2 separate regions of the Sus scrofa genome follow, and region 1 is linked to region 2. Evidence: chromatin contacts called from public promoter capture Hi-C data. All regions are on one chromosome and are shown on one strand. The core of a region is the stretch at or near the end of the contact, and the rest is flanking DNA. Distances in the headings are between cores, read along the strand shown. Region 1 has its middle 78 kb from the start of CEP83. Region 2 holds the start of NDUFA12 (NADH dehydrogenase [ubiquinone] 1 alpha subcomplex subunit 12).

Region 1 (5,143 bases), core at 450-2,949, 400 kb before region 2:
ACCCGTCGGGATGGGCAGTGGCGCTCCGCGGAGGAAATGGCGGGATTCCGGTTCAACCGAGGGCCAGCCGTGATAAGGGCTTCCCATGACAGGGGACCCGAGAGAAGTCACCCAGAGGTGCGCTGGGAGCACAGAGGCTGGCGGGGAAGGAGACCAACACGACCCCCGGTAAACGGTGCTCCTCCCCCGTCGAGGAAAAAAGTGTTCCCATCTTTCCAAAGCCCTGCCTGTTGGGTATTTTGCTCCCATCCTACTCTCCAATCAGCCCTTCTCTGAATGCGATCGGACCCCGGGGCAGCCCACTCATGCTCTGGGCTCCAGGCATGCCCTGCAGTCAGCCAAGCTGGACCGCTCACTGCAGCCTTGCCCTCCTCCAGGGGTCCCTGCCTCCACACATCTGTCCCCAGGATGCGTATCTGACGGAGGCCTATTTCAAGTGACCCTTTGAGCCAGCAGGTGTTTGATGCGACCGTCGGAAAACATGCTCCACAAGATGACACAGAAGGCTGCTTTCTCTTCAAAACTGAACGCAGTCCCCAGTGAGAGGCGACCAAGGGGCAGGCGAGGGTTCGCAGAGATGCACGTGATACCTGCTGAACACATTACTTGGTAATGACGTCATTCAAAGCCCTAAATATTTAATAAACTTGTTTCTCCCCCCCCGCTACATAAAAACATACTTCCCACGAATGTGGCTGCTTCGAGACGGCTGTGTCAGCACGACAGAGGCCGGCTCACACCGATGCCTCCATCCTCCCGCTGCCCGGGTCAGCTCGAGACGCCCCATCACCTAATTAGCAGCCCTCAGCAGGAGCTTAAGCAGGACAGACGGGACGATCTCACGCGACAGGAAGTCTGCAGGTAAGTGAATCCTGACATTGACTCAGCTGCTCAGCAGAGCTGCAGGGACCCAGCCCCTGTCCGTGTTTCTACTGCCGTCCTCGCTCTTGTCACCTCACGGTCACAGGATGGCTGCCACAGTTCCAGACGTCATGGTCTCCCATCGGGCAGGAATAAAGCGAAAGGGGCAGTAGCTGAGAGGCTGTTACAACTATCCTGGGAAGAACTGACCGACACAGAGCTAGTGGCAGCTGAGATGGAAAGATGCGAAATTTAAGATACACTTAGAAGGGAGATTGACACGCCTCTATGGTGGCAATGATGAGGAAGAGCCATCAGATGTCTCCACCTCGGGTGACTAGGGAGGCGGGGGTGGTGACTTCAGTGGAAGCAAAGCACAGGGAAAGAACAGATCTGGGGTAAACGGAAAACAACGACCTTGGGTTTTAGTCTGAGGTGCTCTGGCCCATCCTCGTACAGAGATTTTACAGGAAACTTATCATTGGATCCACGGCTCAGAAAAGAGGGAAGCGCTAACTGCGTAACTGGGGTCGTACCGGTCACCCAGGAAATGCCGAAATCCTGCTGCGTGTGCAGCGAGGAGGTGGACTGGAGATAATGGAGGCACAAAACTCCGCAGAGAATGATCTAGAAATCATGGAAGACCAGGGCTGGGAAACACAGGCACCGTCTTGGCCCCGGGGTAATGGATGGCCTGCCCTGAAAGCCTTTTACGGGAGGGAGGCACCGACTCCACGGGAGCGGTGGGAGGAGCCCGAGGGAACAAGGAAGTGAGGACTCAGCCCTCCAGAAACACAGCGCGAGGTGTGGTCACGGGAGGCCTTCCGACCCGGGAGTCCAAAGGCTGGTCTTGAGGGGGCCCTTGTGGACGAGACTTCCCTCTCTGCCAAAGGCCAGGAGCGAGGCGCGCCTACCACGCCTGCTGGGTTTTTCTCTGCGAGGACAGGATGGTTGGATCGGGGGCAGCCACCGTGTCGTCGGGAGGGGAGACAGTGCTGACACCCCGAGGCTTGGCAGGATGGGAAGGGGGGATGAGCTTGCCTCTTGGCCTTCGCCAAACTGATGAACTAGCCCCTCAGTCACTGACCTCCCCACTTCTTGTTGGGTGAGAAGAATAAATCCCTGCTTCTTAAGCCTCTTTCACTCTTGCTACAACAGCCTCATGAGATGCGACAAAATGAACTCGTCCTGTTTCCCGCTATCCCTGGAAACTATGCAGTGGGGACGACAGCTCCCTCCTCCTCGACGGAAACTCTGCAGACCTCTGAGTCTTGTCCTTGTCCTTAGGGAACAGTCTAAAGTCTCCTGCAACAGCAGACAGCATGACAGTTTGGGGAGTTAAAATGATCCAAGACTAGGAGTTCCCTGGTGGCTCATCAAGGTAAGGATCCAGTGGTGTCCCTGCTGTGGCTCTAGTTTGATCCCTGGCCCAGGAACTTCTACCCATCATGGGCGCAGCCAAAGAGAAAAACAAAATAATAACGCCAAAGACCGTTAAAACCCCCGACCCTGATTTCCTATCAGATCCCTCTGCCCCCGGCCTGTGTCAGGCCCAAAGCCTGAGGCGGGCAGGGCCGCAGCGTCCCTCTTTTTCCCCCTCGTGCTCCTCCTCCTCCACCGACCCGCGCCTCTACCTGCCAGTCCAGGTGTGTTTGACCCCTGAGGGTCAGGGTTGGGGGGTGATGAGGGCTAAAGCCATGGGGAGGGTCTCCCTCCAGCAGGTCCGGCTCTGAGCCCGCTGTGGCTTTTTGGTCTGTCCTGGGGGCACCTTGCTCAGCCGCAGGAAGGCTCTGCTCAGCTCTGGCTCCCTTTGGCTGCGCTTCCTCCCCCGGCCCCACCCACGGGCTCAATCCAACTCCCACCCACCAGGCAGATTCTTCTCCTGCGTGGCCCGTGTCAGTCAGACCCGCTGGAAACACGGGTCACCCCCCCCCTCCACCGGACTGATTCCGACTCAGCCCTCCTCTCTCAGGGAACCACAGGCCCCTTGAGCTGCCTCACAGATCCGTCTAAGCTCCCTTGGGGACCTGCTTTAAGGCGAGGGCAGCAAACCCCCCACCCCAGTCACCTCAGGAAAAAAAAAAATCTAAGGAAAGAAATAATTCAAGGTTACCCTCTTCTCTCCCCTCTCTCTCAATCCCTTTATGTTCTGGAATCGGGGAGGGGTTCAAGACCACAGGGAGACGTTTCCAAGCATTTCCTTTTGAGGTTCTACCTAGAATGACCTGGCTTTGGGATTTTATCTTTTGTATTCTGGCATCTTGCTCAAAATTTTGATTTGGCTGCCCGCCTCTGAAATGCTTCTTAGTGAGAAAAATAAACCCCTATTGTTTCAGCTCAGTAGTCTATTACCAGGCGTGGAAAGCAGCTGAACTGTTTCTCCAGGCTGAGCTGGCTTCGTGGCTTCGTGACTCTCCTGGCATGATAAAGTCAAAGCTGGTAATTTTTTTTTTTTTTTTTTTTTTTTTTTTTTTGTCTTTTTAGGACTGCACCCACAGCATATGGAAGTTCCCAGGCTAGGGGTTGAATTAGAGCTGTAGCCACTGGCCTACACCACAGCCACACCGGATCCTTAACTGACAGAGTGAGGCCAGGGTTGGAACCTACATCCTCATGGACACTAGTCAGATTCGTTTCTGCTGAGCCACGATGGGAACTCCCAAAGCTGGTCATTTACAATAGTAAAAAATTAGAAATGTCCAACCACGGGAGAGTCAACAAATGAAACATGCATGTGATGGAAAATTAAAGAGCCTTTAAAATGATACTTTGGAAGAAGCCAAATACAGGAACACAGGAACATGTTCACTTTCTTTGGCTGTGTCCGCAGCTTCTGAAGTTCCTAGGCCATGGATCAAATCCACGCCGTAGCAGTGACCCAACTGATGACAATGGCAGATCCTTCACCTTCTGTGCCGCCAGAGAACTCCCATGTTTTGTTCAATTACATACGTGCAGAGGAAAAAGTCCAGCAGGAAATATATCAGAAAGGTCAAAGTCCAATTTGATTGAAAAAAACATGACACACCCACACACACTGAAATCGCTGGGCGGACACACAAGCTGCAGATGTGGGCAGCTGCCGCTGGGGAGGGGCCGAGAGGCTGGAGGAGGGAGGGGGACGTGACTTCCGAAGTTTTCAGCCATATGCATGTATTCCTTTTTCAGCTAAAGAAACGAGAGTGTTTGGTGTTTCGTGTTGTTTTTTTTTTTCCAGTTTGACCCTTTTAGAGGGAAAAGGATAGCGATGGTTTTCTCTAGATGGACGAGTTAATGGAGATTTACAAATTCTTATTCTTTGTTCCTTCTGTATTTCCCCAATCATCATGTGTTATGAAATAATCAGAAAACACACACACACAGTAAAACGACCTGCCTCTTTGTGCTGCCTGCCCTGTCCCTCCCTGAACAGTCTGGTTCTAAAGCCAAGAGTGATGTGTGGGTCACGGAGGTAGGGATTCACGGGGGGAGGTTGGGTGGCCTGGACTAGGGTGGCAGAGCTCAAGCCGGGGGACGGGCCCTGGTGGAGGAGCCTGGCAGAGGTCCTCGGAGCCTCGGAGGGGCGAAGAGGGCTCCGTTGTGTGTTAAAGCCGGAGCAGGGCGGGGAGGGTGTCCAGGTGCCTGAGGCTGCGGCAGGGTGAGGAGGGGGACCCCGTGGAGAGGCAGCCTGGCACTGAGCGTCGGCACCCCAAATTCACCCACGCGGGGGAGGGTTGGGCAGTGGCGATGGGGGGTCGGCTTCACCTGGGGGTTGGGCCACAGGCGACAGCGGAAGGGAGCGTTTCACGGTGGGAGGAGGGTGAACAAAGACAGACAGGGGGACAGTCCGCAGGGCCTCACGCGGTTGGACTGGGGTCCGAAGCGTTGATGTTTCGCTCCTGGTTCTCGACAGACAGACAGACAGATGCAGGAGAAAAGCCAGTGTATCTCTGTGACTACAGGTGTCAGCAAGCAGAGACGCCGCTGCCTGCGTCAGCTCAGTCTGCTGTGCTAAATTACCACAAACTGAGCGGCTTACACCGTAGGGTTTTTTTTCCCATCGTTCTGGAAACTAGGGAGGACGAGATCAAAGGGGACAGACTGGGTGCCTGGTGAGCGCCCTCGTCCTGGCTCGGAGATGGGCACGTCCTCACTGCGTGCTCACCTGGCCCTTCCTTAGTGCGTGTCCTTCTCTGCTCAAAAAGCCACCAGCCCATCAGGAGGCAGGGACTCTGTGGACCTCATCTCACCCTGGTCACCTCCCAAAGGCCCCATCTCCAACCAACTACTACCACCCCGTTAG
Region 2 (5,163 bases), core at 662-3,161:
CTGGATAAAAGATATGTGCAATGGGGAGTTCCCCTGTGGTTTAGCAGGTTAAGGACCCATGGTGCAGGTTTGAATCCTGGCCCAGGAGCTTCCACATGGTGAGGACAAGGCCCAAAAAAACCACAGTGTAGGAGTTCCCGTCGTAGCACAGTGGAAACAATATGATTAGGAACCACGAGGTTTCGAGTTCGATCCCTGGCCTTGCTCAGTGGGTTAAGGATCCGGCATTGCCATGAGCTGTGGTGTAGGTCACAGATGTGGCTCGGATCCTGCGTTGCTGTGGCTCTGGTGTAGGTTGGCGGCTACAGCTGCGATCAGACCCCTAGCCTGGAACCTCCATATGCCTCAGATGCAGCCCTAAGAAGACAAAAGAGCAAAAAAAAAAAAAAAAAAAAAAAAAAAGCGCAACGTAAATTGTGACAAAATTTACCAACTGTCCCTCACTAACCTATACACTTTTATGGCATTTCCCCACATCGAGATCTATCAGAGTGGCAAGTACTTCAAAATTTGATATGTGAAAAAAGATAACGCTGCTTTTCTGTAACTGCAAGTGAGGATAAACATCTTTTTATGTCTTTGTTGGTCATTTAGTTTTCTTTTCCTGTGAATTATCTTTTTCCTTTTTCTATTGAGTTTGTCATCCCTTTACAAGTACTTTGTAAAAGTTCCCTGTACATTACAGAAAATAAAGTCAAACCAAATTCCAATCTTACTTCCATAGTCATACCAAAAAAACTATTGTACTCACCAAAAAACTGCTTGTTGTCTTCATAGTATTTGTTTCCGTATTTGTCCTCCCCTACTAAGGTTCCAACTCTCACATCGTTTGCCCTGGGAATGTCCAAAAGACAACAAATGATTTCTTTTGTTCACAACACAAATGTACAGAGAGAGTACCAACTTTCACAAACACAGGCAGCTGCACCAACTAGAAAACCGAAGAGCTGCTGGGTATGGTCACTGGTTGTCTACATCTCGCCTTCAGCCTCAGGCTCACCGCCACCCACTGTGGAAGAATCAGCTTTCTGGTAAGAGCTCTGGAATCCCTGCTGGTGTGATCCCAGGATCGTGACTACACGAGAAAAGAGAAACTGACCCAATGTCTGCGCCTGGGTACACTAAAACCTATGATGCAATATCGTCAAATGACAAGTCTACTTTTATCTCCTATCCCTTGGCCATGAAACACTGGAATTAGCAAACACCTTGAGGAAATCTGGAAGCTAAAATAGCTCATCTTCTTAAAATGATACGAATATATCCTGGCTCTTTCATTCGGCTCTGAGTCCCCAAGTCGGTTTCGGTGGACGATGCTGCTCGGCCGAGTCAGGTATACAGGACGAGTCAGGGACCATTGGGATCACCGGGTTCAAGGCTATACTATACAGGGGAGGAAAACGAAGGCCAGTGAAGGGGTTTAAAAAAACAAAAAACCCCAAAACTTTCCCAAGGTCACACAGCGAGTGTTTGGCAATGCTCGGTACGCTCCAGGAAGCTGGGCAGCGGTGCAGTGCATGTGTCCCCGTCTGCATGTCACAGCTCTGTCTGGCCTCTCTCCGGGAGACCCCTGGACAGAGGGACGCCAGGCAGAGGCTGGGCCGGTTGTCCTTGACAAGAGTTGCGGATCCTCCAAGGTGACCCAAGCCCAGGCCCCTTTGCAAGAAACCGGCCAATCCAAGTCCAACCCCGGACGCTAAGAGCAGGGCTCTGGCCGCCTACCTGAAGAGAACCCGTAGGTAGCCGCGGAGGCCGCCGTGGCCGCTGACCTGCTGCAGCCCGCGCCTCAGGACCTGCACCAACTCCATCTTGGCCCCCGGGCCCAGCCTCCCCGGCGCCCCGCGGAAAACCCACCGGAGGGAAGCGGCCACTCAGCGGCAGGGAGCGACGCAGAAGGTCCCCACGCATGCGCAGCTTGCTGAGGTGGTTTTGCGCGTGCGCAGGTGTGGCGCGCCCCCTGGCGGCCACCTGCCAGAAAAGGTGCGTTGGTTTCTCTCCGAAACTGAGTTTGAGGTTGTATGTTTGGAAGGCAGGGCGTGTAGTGGAAAATTCACCTGAACTGGGCTTTCCCAGGTGAAGGTTCCTCCTTTGGGGACCTCAGCTTCCTCATCTAAAATGATTGCCTTTTAATACTCCAAAAATCCTTTCAAGAGCCAAGATTCTTTAGAAACAAGATACCTTAAGTACGAAAGGATTTTGCACATTTAAGAGTACATTCCTACTGGAGTTCCCGTTGTGGCTCCGCAGTTTACTAAGACTAGTAGCCACGAGGATGCAGGTTCCATCCCTGGCCTCGCTCAGTGCGTTGTGGTGAACCGTGGTGTAGGTCGCAATCGCAGCTTGGATCCCCGCTGCTGTGGCTGTGACATAGGCCTGCAGCTACACCTCCCATTAGCCGGGGGAACTTGCCTATGCAGCAGGTGCGGCCCTAAAAAGAGGAAAAAAAGAAAAAGTACATTCAGATGCTAGCGTTATATAGGTAGGCGATTGAGAAGAAGCAACAGAAAAGTATAAGATTAAGTATCTGCTCTCAAGAATTTAGTGATTTAGTTGCAAGTTTAAAATTAAAAATTGAAGTATTTGGAATGTATTAGAAAATTCATGCATGATACTTAAATATTTTAAATAATAAAGATATTAATTAAACATTTTTTTTTTTTTTTTTTTGTATTTTTTATGCCATATATTATATGAATCGACTGTACCACTCCCCAAGCCAACCAGATCTACCGTCTGCACCACCACACTCAACGCTATCTTAAATCAACAAGCATATGGTATATTAACATGCCATGAATCCATAACATTATTTTTAATTTTCTAGCAGCTATCTTTCTGACTTTATATATGCTTTAAAATCTATATTCCTTGGCGTTCCCTTATGGCTTATTGGGTTAAGGATCTGGCCTTGTCACTGCTGTGGCTCTGGTTACAGCTGTGGTGGCAGCTTGATCCCTGGCCCGGGAACTCATCCTCTGCTCTTCCGGCTCTGGTCTACCATATCATTTCTTTAAAAAGGTCAACGTTTATAAGATATAGTTTCTAATCTGTAACTGCAAGTGTCCATAATTGTCTAAATAGTTTAAAGAAGTGAAACACGTATTTCTTGGAAGGACCAAGTAATAAGATTGGACCCAGAGAAGAGATGTCATTTTATGATACTAAATCTTCAACCCCCAAGAAAAAGGTCAACTATTAGAAACAAAGTTTCTTTTTTTAGACCCTATCAATTACTCAAAATTATGTCATATTGGAATTCCTTTTATGTTGAATTGTGACTTTCATGGGCTTTTTTTGTTTCTCTATTTAACAAAAAATTCCAGGGAGTTTCCGTCGTGGCTCAGTGGTTAGCAAATCCAACTAGGAACCATGAGGTTGTGGGTTCGATCCCTGGCCTTGCTCAGTGGGCTAAGGATCCGGCGTTGCCATGAGCTGTGCTGTAGGTTGCAGATGGGGCTCGGATCCCGCGTTGCCGTGGCTGTGGTATAGGCCGGTGGCACAGCTCTGAATCGACCCCTAGCCTGGGAACCTCCATATGCCGAAGGAGCAGCCCAAGAAAGGGCAAAAAGACAAAAAAAAAAAAAAATTCCATCTGAATTTTCCAATATATATCTAGGAACTCTTTAAAAAGCATAACAATATTAGGATTTTCTCACCTCAAAAAGTTAATAATGGCTTAATATTAAATAGTCACAGAGGAGGGTTCAAATTTCCTCAACCATTTCTTTTTTTTTTTTTTTTTTTTTGCTTCTTTGTTTTGTTTTTGCTTTTTAGGGCCTCACCCTCAGCATACAGAAGTTCCCAGGCTAGGGGTCAAATCAGAGCTTCAGCCGCCAGCCTACACCACAGCCACAGCAACACCAGATCCTTAACCCACTGAGCAGGGCCAGGGAGATCAAACCTGCATCCTCCCGGATCCTAGTTGGATTTGTTTTCGCTGAGCCATGATGGGAAATTTCTGGTCTTCCTTTAAAATTCTTTTCTTTCTTTTTTCTTTTTTTTTTTTTTTTTTTTTGATTTTGTCTTTTTAAGGCTGCACCCATTGCATATGGAAGTTCTCAGGCTAGGGGTTGAATCAGAACTGCCTGTCTTCAACCTACACCACAGCTCATGGTAACACACTATCCTTAACCCACTGAGCACGGGTCAGGGATGGAACCTGTGTCCTCATGGATGCTAGTCAGATTTGTTTCCACTGAGCCACGACGGGAACTCCCCTCAGATCCTGTTTTCAATTCCATGGGGTATATACCCAGAAGTATCACACACTCGGGGTCATATGGTAATTCTATTTAGAATATTTTTTGAGGAACTTCTATACTGATTTCTATAGTGGCTGCATCATGTTACGTTTCAATCGACAGTACAGAAAGATTCCAATTCTTCCACATCTTCACCCACACTTTGTTTTCTGTTTTTTTATTGATAGTGGCCATCCTAGTGAGTATAGGTGATATCTTGTTGTGGTTTGATTTGCATTTCCCTGAGGATTAGTGATGTTGAGCAACGTTTTATAGGCTGTAGGCCATTTGCATATCTTCTCAGGTCTATTCAAGTCCTTTGCCCCTTTACAATTTTTTTTGTTTTTGTTTTTGTTCTTGGTGGTGATGACTTGGAGAATTTCTTGTGTGTTCTAGATATTAACCCTAACCAGGTACATGGTTTGCAAGTATTTTCTTCCATTCTTGAGGCTGCCTTCTCACTCACTGAGCTGTACTTTGCTGTGCAGAAGTTTCTAAGTTTGATGTAGTCCTATTTGTCTCCTTTAGCTTTTGTTGCCTGTGCTTTTGGTGTCATCCTCATGAAATGACTGCCAAATCCAATGTCATGAAGCTTTTCCCTGTGTTTTCTTCTAGGGGTTTTACAGTTTCTGGTCATATGTATAGGTCTTTGATCAATTTTGAGTAATTTTTGTATATGGTGTAAGGAAGGGCTCAACTTCATTCCCTTGTGTTTTGCATGTCTTATTTTATTCCTTTTTTCCTCTCCTGCTGCCTTATTTTATTTTCATGTTTTATTTTTTGTAGTGACTTACTTTGATTCCTTTCTCATTTTCTTTTGTGTATCTTCTATAGGTATTTTCTTTGTAGTTAAGCATGTCCCTAGCACGTTTAAAGTATCATTATGAACTCATGGATTTAAATATGTTTTATATGTTTCAAT

What was found. Promoter capture Hi-C pulls out the DNA fragments that hold promoters and counts their contacts.
Region 1: a contact with region 2 is called in a promoter capture Hi-C map of liver, with 8 times the contacts expected there. The contact joins the enhancer-like site here to the promoter of NDUFA12 in region 2. A contact is called at or near these places in 3 of 5 promoter capture datasets (fetal skeletal muscle, liver and skeletal muscle), 12 of 47 Hi-C or Micro-C datasets (alveolar macrophages, brain, embryonic fibroblasts and 7 more) and 1 of 2 datasets of contacts at active chromatin or transcription factors (skeletal muscle).

What each region holds. Positions count from the first base shown.
Region 1 is chr5:88,690,622-88,695,764 of Sscrofa11.1, reverse strand. No RefSeq gene overlaps it. Among named protein-coding and RNA genes, the nearest start is that of CEP83, 78 kb to the left of the region's middle. Within about 2 kb of position 1,699, at least 8 of the 83 cell types and tissues checked have an H3K27ac peak or open chromatin away from gene starts, as enhancers often do. A contact at or near this core is called in liver, where this site is marked.
Region 2 is chr5:88,289,508-88,294,670 of Sscrofa11.1, reverse strand. It overlaps NDUFA12 (NADH dehydrogenase [ubiquinone] 1 alpha subcomplex subunit 12), which reads right to left and starts at 1,911. Exons shown (of 4, transcript XM_003126715.4): 1 at 1,723-1,911; 2 at 752-834. The coding sequence starts at 1,808.